Regions from separate parts of the Mus musculus genome. Here all the other regions are linked to region 3. A link is a contact called in public Hi-C and HiChIP or PLAC-seq data. All regions are on one chromosome and are shown on one strand. The core of a region is the stretch at or near the end of the contact, and the rest is flanking DNA. Distances in the headings are between cores, read along the strand shown.

Region 1 (4,433 bases), core at 1,799-4,298, 610 kb after region 3:
AAAAACATTGCAAGGATGATTGATAACATTGGGACTTTGCTCAAGTTTATTTCTCACAGTTGTGTTAAAAGACTTGTCTTTAGGTCCCTCCTAAGTTAATGAACAATAAATGACAAATCTAAACCAACATTCTGATCTACCAAAACCTCAATCATTTTCCATACATTGATCCAAAACAAGCCTGGTATTTTCAACAAGCAAATTGTAAGTCACCTTTCAATCCATATTTTATCCAACCAAAGTCGTCATTACCATCCTCCCTAGTTCTTTTAACTACATCAATGTAAATTTCTAATTTGTGAGCTCATTTAAAAAATTTGACCCAATGAACATTGCATTCTTTCCACCATTACTCAGCACCTTCCCAAACATGACATGTTCCTTGAATTTTTCAGTGCCACATCCTTTCATGGATCAACTCAACTGCTGCCATTTGAGTCTAGAAATCCTCTACACAGTTGTGGTGGAGTTGAGCAAGAATGGCTGTGTTCTTGAAAAACAACTGGCAGTGTAGATCCTTTACAACTCCTAAGGTAACATGTGGTTATTCCCTTGGGATGAAGAAGTTTTTTTAACTGAAGGAAGAGAGGTTACATAAATTATCAAATATCATATACAGTATATGGAGTCAATTCCTGACTCAAATGTTCCCAAGCATCCCCAGTAGAACTTTTCAGATACCATTTTTTTCAGTAAGTGTTCTCACTTTAGTAGACACTCTTTGAAGCAGATGTTTCAAATACTGTTTGGCTTTAGCCAGTTGCTGTGGGTGAATGCAGGTGCGTATTGTAGCAGTTGTAGTACCATAGATACAAAAGACAATGGTTGACTTTAGGCACACAGAGAAATTGGGTTATTTCTATAACATCTATGCTGGAAATTTGAATCTTTTAGTCCATGTCATTCACACCAATAGAAATAAGGAGTTTGCCTTTCTTTCTTCACTATTTTGCCAAATAAATAAATAAATAAATAAATAAATAAATTATTTTATAGTTTGGAGTATGGTGGTATACACTGGCAATCCAAGCACTTATAAAAGAATAAATAGAGGGAAGCAGAGGTAGATAGGGACACAGAGAGACTATTAAAATCTTCTAAGAACTATTCAATATTGTTATTAATGGTTGGTTAATCTTTTAAGCATATGTTGGAAAATTGGGAATTTCTCTTTTCTGATCATGACCTAGATTATCAGTAATCACTTTGGCATTGAGACAGTCTTTAACTCTTAACTTATAATCAGATTGGGAAGCTAATCCTGGATACTCTAGACCAGTTCACAAAAATCCATTCTTTAAATTGAAATTAGAGTTCTCAGAACAAATCTTGGTACCAAAGTCATTATTTCTACAAGTTCCCCAGAAGTAAAACTGATATGATATAGAGACACAGAAATATATTACTTTTGATGAACTGAGTTTCAACATTATGGGAGATGGTAGCAGTGTGTGTAAACAAGCTAGAATGGGGATGAAAGAGAACCAAAGGTTCATTCCACTTTGATCTCAAATGTCTGAGAATGGAGACAGTTAATGATTCTGTTGACAGTTGAAGGTTCTGTTTCATCAAGAAAGGCATTGAGCAGACAAACTTTCTTTTACACTGGAGTCAGCCTTTCTCTTTTATTCAGATCTTCCATTGATTAGATGAGGTCCACTTATATTAGAGAGAATAATTTCTTTACTCAATCCACTGATTCATATGTTAATCTTATCCAAAAATACCATCACAGAAAAGCCCATAATGATGTTTGACTAAGTAGCTGGATATACACAAACAATTAATCACCATGTTCTTTCTTTCTCTTTCTTTCTTTCTTTCTTTCTTTCTTTCTTTCTTTCTTTCTTTCTTTCTTCCTCTCTCTCTCTCTCTCTCTCTGTCTTTTTCTTTTAAAATTGAGTCAGTCTCATGGTCTTACATACTCCAATCTGATTTGAAGAATTTCTATGTCTTAGAGAAATACTCTTATCCATGAATATGAGGGTATTTGAGGGAAAACACTTTAAAAACTATGAATAAACAAGCTTTAATATTCTAGTGTAAAGAGCCTTTTGTTTGCTTAAAGAAGAGAGCAACACTAGTAACCATGAATCTGAGAGTGTCGGATAGGTTTCAGGAATAGCAAGGATGTAAGAATCGTTTGCTCAGAGATGAGCACTAGAAGTAGCCATGAAATCGATAATGGATATAGCCAGAGATCAGACTACAAATGATCCAACTACAAACAATACATGGATTATGTTCTATTTGAGATGAATAAGACTTGGAAGGATTTGGGTAGGAAATTTATATAAAGTACTTTTGGAAACCATGTAAATTCAGGGTGCAAGAATTACAGTAGGAAGTTAAATAAAGAGCCTGTTATTATGATTTAGTTTTAATACATAGGAAAGGGAATGCAGACTGTCCACTCACTGATGCATGCCCTTAAATGCCCCAGTTTCAATGTTGCTTGCCACATCTACAGTTTCATCTTCCATGCAAACCTTTCCTCTGTGTCTCAGTGTGAAACATGGAAGATATCAAGATCATCAGCCACTGTGATCTTAAAGGCCAGATATTAGCCCTCAGGATTTCCCTTTGCAACATCAGAAGCAGTAGGCTTGTAAGTCTCCAAATATGTGAACCACCACCACAAGTCAACTTTGATTTAAAGCAAAGGAGCTGGCATTGCTTAAAGGTGAGGTCACTGGAACTGGAGCCTTGATGAAGTTTCTCAGAAAGAAAACATTGTGCTGTGTTTGTGTCTCCCTCACATTCCTCTTTCCCTCTCCCCTCACTTCCCACCACATGTGGGTTGGCTGTGCCTGAGGTTCCAGGGATTGAACAAAAACCATTGAAGTTTGGGCATATCAAAGAGTCTATACAAAAACCAAGCAGAACTCCCTTAACCTGAGCACAGTTCTGCAAGTGTTGATTGAAGGAGACAGAGAGGAAGCTACTTTAAGTCTTTTAGAGAAAACAACACTTGGTGTGTGCTCATGGAATTTGCTACATAATGAGGACACTGATTCTCCCTCCATGAGTCAGAGTCTGGCCACTGTAAAACTATGGAGAAAAAAATCCTCTGGGGTTTATGCATAGGCCATGCTTCCAGGTTTGTGACTATATTAACAAGCCCTGGAACCAGGATCCCAGGAAGTCAGGATCCCGGCTTTCATGATTAGCACATCCCTACAGGTCACAGGTACCTCGGGTAGATGGCTTTCATGAGTAGCACATCATTAGATGTCACAGATTCCTTGGGTGGCTAATTTTGCTCTGCTTTGGCATTAGTTGGCTTTTCTGTAAAGTTGAAACAATATGTCCTCTGCAGGGTCATTACATGCATTTGGTGCTATGGTCATAAACCCCAATGTTTCTGGCAACATAGCCCTGCCTTACTGTCATACTTTAAGCAATAATCCGATTTAAGGCTCACTCTGTGTCCATCCTGGTTCTGTTTGGAAATAGAAGAGTGCTTAGTGGAGTAAAATATGCAAAACTATGCCTTTTTTGCAAAATGAAAAATACTGACATTTTCAAATGATAGGCAATATTCCTGATTAATCAGAGGGAAGATAACACTCATACCTCCTTCCTTCTCCAGTTCCCTACCCTATGTGATGTCTTCACTGTGGTATTCACCTAATTGCTCTGAACAAAGTAAATGTTAATTTCTGTTTCATTTAGCCCTGCCATATTCAGTTCACTAGTAACCACTGCCTCTTCGATATTTTGTCCTCTTTTCTCCCTTCCAGTTTTATCAATGTTAATATCACTCAGACTTAAAGCATCCTTAGCTCTCAGGAAGCCTTCTCTCTAACACTTTCCTTATCAGCTTTCTAACCTAATCCCCAAAATGGTTAAAGATGACTTTCAAAAACATTTATCTTCTAAAGGAATCACATTCCATTTCTTTTCTAAAACCTTCAAGTCACTGGGTTTCAAACTCCTCAGCATGTCTAATGATGCTATAAGTGACCTGGTATTTCTCCACTTCAGTCATTGTACAGTGATCTCTCTAGTACGTCGCTCAGTCCCACACACATGGCATCGATGCTGTGATCACATACATATGTCAGTTCAAGGCATTTCCTGAGCTTTTCCTTGAATGTGTTGAGAAGCTCTGCCTCTAATACACTGAGTGGTTATGTCCTTCTTGCTTGGACCCTTTTCAGCTCAAACTTCTTGACCTCTACAGGGCTTCTCTGACTGCCCAGTCACACAAACACTAATTTTGCATCAGTTTCTTACTCTGCTGCCCTTTCCTTCCTTACCATCATTAGAAATTATAATGTTCCTGACGGTTGGTTTGTATCTTTTTGATGTATTTTCACTCAAATCAGAAACTCCATGAAAATGGATTTTTCATTGTCCTAGGTTTATAGTCTATCAGTGTCTATCTCTGCCTGCTGACCTCAACAGAATGTAATGCAGAACAGGACCTC
Region 2 (4,176 bases), core at 1,324-3,823, 710 kb after region 3:
AAGCAACGAATGGCCAGGTGTGTGGTGGATTATTCCAGCCATGTGCTGAAGAGTGCTGGGCTGTAAGTCAGAAGACCTGGTTTCTGACCCTGGCTCTGTCACTTACTCTCTGGGGAATTTCTTCTCTCTGTGCCTTAATGTCTTCCCCTATAAAACAAAAACCCAACTAGAAGACTGTAAATTCTCTTTTACCTCCAAAAGAGATGAAGGTCTATGTCCAGGAATCCAGGAGACTGGGCAGACTTCTTTATCCTAACTCCTAAGCATGGCATATGCCATCTTTCATAATGAAGCCCTTTGTAACTGAGAAAAGTTGTCTTTTCATTCATTGGGTCTTCCTCCAGGTTCTCTTCTCAAATTCTTTCCAGCTCCACTTTGGAGAACACTTAGTAAATATCTACTAAATTAGTAGAAGTTGTACAGCTGAGTCCTTAGTTCATCTCTGCCTTCCCCTGACCGGAGGGGTCTTGAGGGGCAGAGTTAGGAAAGATTTGGGACACTTTATATACTTGGATAGATTTTAAACTGTAAACAGCTATCAACATGTGGCTTTTCTATGTCATCTACTTTAATTTTTGACAATACCCTTCCAGTTTGGTCTTGATGTACCACACTAATTCTAAGCACTATAATTCTTAGCAACTTATTATCCATCACCTACCATTTGCTAAAGATAATAACAGGATCTAGAGTTACAAAGATGCTTAAGATTTAATTCTTTTCCCGAGGGGCATTCTGTGTCATGGGGAATCAGGCAAGGAGGAAGGTAACTGTAACACATTGCTGTTACTGCAATGAAAGATGATAGATGGGGCTGAGAAGATAGTTTAGTTTGGAGAGTGTTTGTCAAGCATTCATAAGACCATGGTTTAGTCTCTTGCACAGAATCTACCTAGTGTGGCAGTACACATCTGTAATCCCAACACCAGGAACATGGAGGCAGGACAACCAGGATTTAGGATACCTAAAATTCAAAGATGGACTGGACTTCAGGAGCCTCTGTCTCAAATCAAACAAGACAAATAAGTATAGGAAACTAAAAATTTTCAGAAACGAAGTGAAGTTATGCATAATGATTTTTAGTTTGGTGAGATTTTACAGCACTGAACTGGAAGATGCTAAAATAGTTAACATGTATGTATGCAGAGGGGTAGCCTTTTTGATAAAAAAAATAAACTAGATGGTATTTTAGAGAGAATGCAATTGAAGTGGGCACTGTTTCCAAACTAAATGACATCAAGGTGTAGGTCACATTAAAGAAAAGTAGGTCACCTCACACTACCCCATGGCGTCATCTATAAGAATATTTCCACTCTTTCCTGGCTTGGGTTTCTTAGATGTAAAAGTGATGGTTAGATGAGACAATCATGGTTCTTCCTTCCAAGCTTGAGTATCCTGTAGGACCATGAAATAGAGTATGTACTCTTCTTCCTCTCACAGCATTTACTGCCGGGCTGGGCCCAGGATTGCGGGTAGAGAGAGGGAAGAGACAGGTTTGTTTTCTATGCTCGATCTCTGGACTTTGGAGAAAGATGAAATTCAGAAGCTTTGAAAAAGGAGAAATAGAATGAGATTTTCTGTTAATACCACTATGTCTCTTGTAGAAATAGACAATGACTTGATACTAGAAATCAGAAGGATGAAGCTGAAGCTCTAACTTTGTTTGTTTGTTTGTTTGTTTCTATGTTGTTTGTTTTGAGACCGGATCTTACCAATTTGTTCCGTCTGTTCTAAGCCTTGCAGTCAATCATCCAGCATCAGCTTCTGCAGTACTTGAGATTTCAGGTGTGTGCCCAAGTGTGTCTGTCTCTAAGATTTGACATGTTAAATGAGAAGCTTGTGGACTCATAGTGTTTCATTTGATTTCTGGAGGCTCTGTTTTCTTCTAAAAAATGGAATACATAACCTGTTCTCTGTTACTGAGCTATCCGGAATATGAAGCAAAGGTCATACTTGGCAAAATAGAAGAGTCTATACAAAGTTCACTGTTGACATCATCATTATGTCTTATGTCTTAACCAAATGGATACATATAGGCATGCATGATAGACAATAGTTGGTATCAGGAATCAACAAATCAACTGAAATACTGTGTGCTCTGTCAGCAGCTGTGGGAATCTACTCTGAATTCACTGTCCTCTTTGAAAGAACAAGGAGCAAAAGCCAGGTAGGATGGCGGGCTTCTGAAAGCACAACTATATATCTCCAAAGCATACTAACCATTTCCAACTCACACCAGAGCAAAGAGGATCTTGTCTGTAGAAGGGCATTTGCTGGGGAATTTAAGGAAGGTAACCAAGGCTCCAGAGTCCACGGTGAAAGTTTAAGAAGAATTTATACAAGTATATGATTTCCCAAATCTAGGATTTATGTGCAGATTTATGTCTGTGGACATAGAAAGTATTTTTTTGGTTGTTTTTTTTTTGTTTTTGTTTTTCACATGGCAAAAGCTAAATCAAATGAAAGCTAGAATCTCATCACCATCTAGTGGGTGTCTGGGGCTAGTGCATACACTGTGGGAGACAAACGGAGCGTCTGATTAAGAAAGCAAGCTTTTGGCTTTTATACAGGGGTTGCTAAGGCCACAGCACCCAGCTGAAGGAACTGTCCTTTCGCTGTCTGGTAGTCAGCAGGGGTCATGTAGCCTATCAGGGCTGAAGAGACAGGGAGGAGACACAAGATCAAGAAAACATTTATTTCCCTTGGCCAAACTGTTTTATTTTTTGTTGTTGTTTTTGTTGTTTTTTAATTAGATATTTTCTTCATTTACATTTCAAATGTTATCCCCAAAGTCCCCTATACCCGCCCCCCCCCCGCCCCCACTGTGCTCCTCTACCCACCCACTCCCGCTTCCTGGCCCTGGCATTCCCCTGTATTGGGGCATATGATCTTTGTAAGACCAAGGACCTCTCCTCCCATTGATGGCCGACTAGGCCATCCTCTGTTACATATGCAACTAGAGACACAATTCTGTGGGGTACTGGTTAGTTCACATTGTTGATCCTCCTATAGGGTTGCCAACCCCTTTAGCTCCTTGGGTACTTTCTCTAGCTCCTTCTTTAGGGGCCCTGTGTTCCATCCAATAGATGACTGTGAACATCCACTTCTGTATTTGCCAGGCACTGGCATAGCCTCACAAGAGAGAGCTATATCAGGGTCCTGTCAGCAAAATCTTGTTGGCATATGCAATAGTGTCTGGGTTTAGTGGTTGTATATGGGATTGATCCCCAGGTGGGGAAGTATTATTTTTTAAAATCAAACATTTAGTTTTAAAGCCTGAGCTCTGATCAACTTGCTAGCTCTTGGTTATATGTCCAGTCAAATGAAGATGATAGTGCTGCATTAGAGGACTGGGGACAATATTGTGTTATAGTGTTAGTCTGAAGTTATTTACAAGAGTGTCAGATATGGGAAATACTTACCATTGATAGTTGTCACTGTGCCATCAGCTGCTTCCCACCCTGCCAGCTCCCTTGCATACTAACACAGAAATATTTTACTCTTTTTTCTTTCTCTATGAGTATGTTAGTATGTTTGCCTATGTCCGTAGGTAGAGGCCAAAAGACATCATCAGACATTGTTCATTGGCTTATTTACTTAATTATTTTTGAGCAGGTTCTCTCATTCACCTGATATCATCAAATAAAATAGTCTGGCTGGCCAGAAGCCCCAATAATCTGACTGTTTCTATATTCCTATAGCTTGGGTTAAAAACTTAAACCACCATACCAGGCATTTTAAAAAATTATAATTACAGCATCCCTTCTTTCCTTTCCCTTCCTCCAATATAGATGTATAGGGACATATATGCATGTATTTCCCTATACACACACACATACCTAAATATAACAAACTTTGTCTGTATGTTTCTTGCATGTACGTTTTTAGGCCTGATCTGTTGGAGCTAGATGGCCACCTGCATCACTCCCAGCTTTCTTCAGTTGCACCCAGTATCTTATTCCGTGTAAGTTCTGAGACTCAAACTCAGTCCCTCATCCTTGCAAGGCAAGCACTTTAAATGAGCTATCTCTCTAGCTCTTTTTTTTTTTCAAGGAAAAAAAGTACATAGGCAAATGTGGATTAGTGACAACTCCAAATTCATGTAACTGGAAGAGGACAGAACTGGGGCTTCAGTATGCTTGATGTACTACAAAACTGTCATTTATCCTACTGTGA
Region 3 (4,439 bases), core at 683-3,182:
TAGGACTCAATGGTAACAAACAGAAAGACCAGATAATACTCTCCTGCTCATTCAAGACTTTATCCAGGTGTGGGACACAATCTTTGTTATTTGAACTCTCTTCTCTGACCTACCTGGTGAGATGACTTTAGACAATTCGCTCAAGCCCATCTCAGTGCCTCTATTTTCTGGTCAGCAAGATGTGTAAGGCTACTCTGGAAGGTTGAATGATATGTGACATTTCAGAATTTTTTTAGCATAATATTGGTGGAATTAGGCATCTAACAAATGGAGCCCTGCCTAATGAGCCCACCTACCTGGTGCAAATTCCACTTCTCCTAATCTAGTATGACCTTGGGCAATGCACATGATAGTTCAGATTTACAATTTTATCCTTTATCAAACTGGGTGATGACTTTAGTAATGTTTTAGAGTTGCTGGGAGTGCTGGTAAAATTTTTAATGAACCATGCTAGTAAAACATGAAAGAAAACAATGTATACTCCTTTAAAACTACTAAGTGTCACTATTTTAACACCGATCATAAATGAGCCCTTTTCCACTTGTATTGCTTTGGGGATCAAACTCATGGTAAACTACCTGGCTCAGATCAGAAACTGTATTGGCTTATCACAACTCTAAGTAGTAACAATAATAACTAATATATTTTGCTGATGAAAACTGAGGCACAGGTTTATATAGCTTCTGCATCAGATTTTCAGCCAGATGCCGTGTTGGTAACTACGATGCCATCTGATGCTCTGTTTGTGCTGTGCACATCCTGACTCTATCACCATCGTTGCCACCCCTATCATGGCCATCCCCATCTCTTCCTCTTTTTTTTTTAACTTTATTTTTATTTTCTGTATAAAGGCCTATCTTTAAGTCAAGGAAAGCATTCTTTCCAGAAAGCCTTGGAAGGGAAAGTTACAATATATAGAGATGTTTTGTTTGTTTGTTTTAACAGAGGGAACTGTAAATGAATTTAGGCAATGAGGAATGTTTGATTTCGTTTCTCAAATTATTTTTTTCCTAAGATGAGAGGTGGATTCTTCCATTACGGTTACACAGAAAGTACTGTTAAAAAGAAAAATAATAATAAATGCAGCTCCCAGCAGAGCCCCTGTCTCCCTCCTCTCCAGCCTAAAATACTGTTTTCTTTTTTAGTCATTGTTGTTCTAAACTCTCCTAGGCATATCCACTGAGAAGACACAACGATTCATCTTCTTGTTTTCCTTTCTCGCCTTGCTTCAGTCAGGGCCAGGATGGTCTGACAGAGGGGCCATAGGCTAGGTGACCCCCTGCCCTCCCAGCAACTTAGTGGCCAGGCAGATTGATCCTCAGCCCCTTACTGTGTATCTACCACACAGAGAGGGAGGGCACTGGGCTTTAGGGAGTGCTAATTGAGTTACTGGCCCTGGCTCTAACACTGGGGTGGAGATGCCCTGTCAGGGATGGGAGACAAAGTGAGGCTGAGAGCTGCTGGGGAGAGGAGCTGGGAGAAAGAGACACATGGTGGGGGGTGCCTGCAGTCCTGAGAGATATGATGTGGGAGTCTCTATGAATTTGTTTTCTTGACTCTATGTCAGCATCCAGCAAAATTTGAATCTCCTCAAGCCATGAAGGATGTTCAGTATTAGGTGGATCTTGAAAACAAAAAGAGCCTTTCACAAAGGGAAAAACCGAGTTTCAAGATGTTGAACCGCACAAGGTCTACCACTAAGCCAGGACAAGAAGTGAACTATCCAGGACTATCGTGAAGCACATAGTGTGAAATATAAAGGCACCCAGAGTTGCATATTCTGTAAGGGCTTAAATGTCCTCTCTGAAATGATCATGTTTCCAGCGTTGGCTCAAGATCTATGACTAACTGCAAGCCCTTTAGGGGATCCTGCACATTTTGTCTGACTAATTTGACCTTCCCTCCTTCAGCTTTTATCAGCAGCCTGTCTGCCATTTATGACTCAGTGCCTTAGAGAGGACTCCCCAAAGCTGCTGAACAATGCCTCCAGCCAGAGCCTGCTGGGGGAGTTATCACTTCACTGATATCATGGTTTCTAAAGGAAACCCCAGGCCTGGTGTGTGTTATAGTTCTAAACAGCCGAAAAAGGACAAGATAATTTCCACATTGCAAAGGGGAATGCAGTCGGCATTACTCAAGAGGTCTTGTGGGTGGTGTTTGTTGTAATAAGAAACTTATGTACTGGGGGACTAGGGCACTGGGGGTGGGAAAGTGGGAAAGGGAAGTCACCAGAGTGTTGCACAATAACACATTGGCACCTTGGGAATACTTCCGGATGTGTGGGCTTCTGAAAAGTGAAGGGGAATGCCCCCATAAATCTGTCACCCACCCTCACACTGCTGTTACTGGCCCAGAGAAAACAGCCCTTCTAAATGGTCTGTGATGACAAGGGTGGCAAAGAAAGGCAGAGGAAGAGGAGGAGGAGGAGTGGGGAGGACAACGACAAGAAGGAGGAGGAAGACATAGATTAAGGAAGAGAAGCAGAAGGAGGAGGAAGGGAGGGAGGGAGGGAGAGAGGGAAGGAGGGAGGGAAGGAGGAAGGAAGGAAGGAAGGAAGAAAGGAAGGAAGGAAGGAAGGAAGGAAGGAAGGAAGGAAGGAAGGAAGGAAGTCCATTCCAATGGCAAAGCTCTGGAGGAGAAAAAGCAGGGTCCTGTATTCAATTTGGAGGGAGCACCATACCTTTGGAACCTTGAGCCAGTTGAGACATCCTAATAAATTTTAGATCTCATATCTGGGATACGAGCCACATATAGGCTCATATTGAATAAAGCTGCACAACATAGGGCCACCCCATTTAGTACTATGCTGCTCCCTAAAGGACTGCTCTGGTTGATACTTCTTCTTCCACAGAATCCCGACTCCCTACAGTTACATGAGAGAGGAAAGTCTAGTTTCAGGAAATGCTTCTAAACTTCTTTCTATTTTGTGAAGAGAGTTTTCAGTTAGGATTTTAATACATAATCAGCAGAAACCAGTTTTGGTTAGCTTGAGCAAAATAAATGAAATAAATGATCTATTTGAAACACTCAGTGATGAAGGGCTCTCTCATAGGGCGGGAGAATAGAAATGGCTTTCCCTGAGGGGAATTTCAGGCAGATGGCAGCTGCTCTGGCCCAGGTACTTAGTCTCCATAAGAAATAACACACCTTTCTAGTTTCCTCAGCTATGATGCTAAAGTACTTTGGATACTGTCATTTCATGAATGATCATCAAAATAGGTTCAATATGGCTTCAAAATCCAACCTGTGGCTTGGTTGTCTGCTGAGGTAGAAGTTAAGCCTAGAAGGTAAGTTGTGGGTCCCCACGCAATCTGCAGAGTAACTTCGGGAAGATGATTGGATATTATCTAGTGCTCTAATGAGGATTGGGCTCCACCCTACTGAAAAAATGATCTTGATTTCCCAAATCCAGGATTCAGAAAGTAACACTTCAAAATATTGATAGATATCTGCCACAAATGAGCTCCAGGTCTTTTTACTTTTTCTGGGTGGTGTTTGTTTTAATAAGAAGTATTCATCAACATGGTATGTACAAGCTGTGGTGTGAATGAAAGTCAGTTTCACAGCGGCCTATCCTCCTGGCCACCATTCTTGACACATACAATGATAAGAATGCTCACCTGTACACAGCACCCGCCCTCACCCCTCAGTCCCCGACCCCTCTCCAGTCTCTCTTCTCTGACTCATTAGAGCTATTGGGGAAAGGGTGTGAAAAATTGTCTGTCTATACTTGAACTGTTTTTCTTAGAATGTTTTACAGACTCAAGCTTTGGAGTTTGTGTTGAAATGCAGTCTCTGGAAGCTGGCATCGTAGAATGAGTTCCATTCTCCCTGAAATGCCTGTATTTGTGAGTCTCTATCATGGAATTCTAAATGACCAGTCAAGGATACGGCTGATGTCTTTTCTCTAACACAAATAAAAGAGAGAAGAGAAAGGGAGAGCCTTCCTTTAAAGTAACCTATACATTCCATTTCTACTAATTTAGTATGAGAATTGCTTCATAATAGTACAATCTCCATTCACCCCTGAAGCTCTTTAAATCAGGAGTGACTAAGTGACCTTTTAGCATGTAACTTTACACAGTAAATACACAATCAGATTCTGGGTTTGTTTTTGTTTGTTTGTTTGTTTGTTCAAAACAACCCTGGCTGTCTGTGAAATTGCTTTGTAGACTAGGCTGCCCTTGAACTCATAAAAATCACCAGGCTCTGCCTCTTGAGTACTGGGGTTAAATCCACACCATCACACGGGCCAAGCTCTTGGTTTAAAGACAGCATAACTCTGTTTTGTTTATCGTCTGCTACAAACATTCCTTTCTTCTATTGGCAAAAAAGTGATCCATAAAAAAAGTTGTCCAGGGACTAATAGTTTAGAAATATGCTTGGCATACAAAAGATGATCCTCAAACGCTACCACCAACGGATCACTTTGAACCTAG

Evidence for each region. HiChIP or PLAC-seq counts read pairs in DNA pulled down with a chosen protein or histone mark. A called contact is a pair of places that touch in the nucleus more often than the background predicts.
Region 1: a contact with region 3 is called in an SMC1A HiChIP or PLAC-seq map of the NIH/3T3 cell line, with 4 times the contacts expected there. The contact joins two enhancer-like sites. A contact is called at or near these places in 2 of 15 datasets of contacts at CTCF or cohesin (both in the NIH/3T3 cell line).
Region 2: a Hi-C map of the C2C12 cell line shows a contact between it and region 3, with 4 times the contacts expected there. The contact joins two enhancer-like sites. A contact is called at or near these places in 1 of 39 promoter capture datasets (the 3T3-L1 cell line), 2 of 15 datasets of contacts at CTCF or cohesin (both in the NIH/3T3 cell line), 6 of 484 Hi-C or Micro-C datasets (3T3-L1-derived adipocytes, the C2C12 cell line, adipose-derived mesenchymal stem cells and 2 more), 2 of 115 datasets of contacts at active chromatin or transcription factors (the NIH/3T3 cell line and embryonic fibroblasts) and 2 of 9 other capture datasets (embryonic tail and embryonic trunk).

The regions. Positions count from the first base shown.
Region 1 is chr4:64,634,041-64,638,473 of GRCm38.p6, reverse strand. No RefSeq gene overlaps it. Among named protein-coding and RNA genes, the nearest start is that of Gm23950, 190 kb to the right of the region's middle. Within about 2 kb of position 3,048, at least 45 of the 459 cell types and tissues checked have an H3K27ac peak or open chromatin away from gene starts, as enhancers often do. A contact at or near this core is called in the NIH/3T3 cell line, where this site is marked.
Region 2 is chr4:64,531,563-64,535,738 of GRCm38.p6, reverse strand. No RefSeq gene overlaps it. Among named protein-coding and RNA genes, the nearest start is that of Gm23950, 89 kb to the right of the region's middle. Within about 2 kb of position 2,573, at least 4 of the 459 cell types and tissues checked have an H3K27ac peak or open chromatin away from gene starts, as enhancers often do. A contact at or near this core is called in the C2C12 cell line, where this site is marked.
Region 3 is chr4:65,240,359-65,244,797 of GRCm38.p6, reverse strand. The region is part of intron 9 of Pappa (pregnancy-associated plasma protein A); the gene reads right to left. Among named protein-coding and RNA genes, the nearest start is that of Pappa, 120 kb to the right of the region's middle. Within about 2 kb of position 1,932, at least 65 of the 459 cell types and tissues checked have an H3K27ac peak or open chromatin away from gene starts, as enhancers often do. A contact at or near this core is called in the C2C12 cell line and the NIH/3T3 cell line, where this site is marked.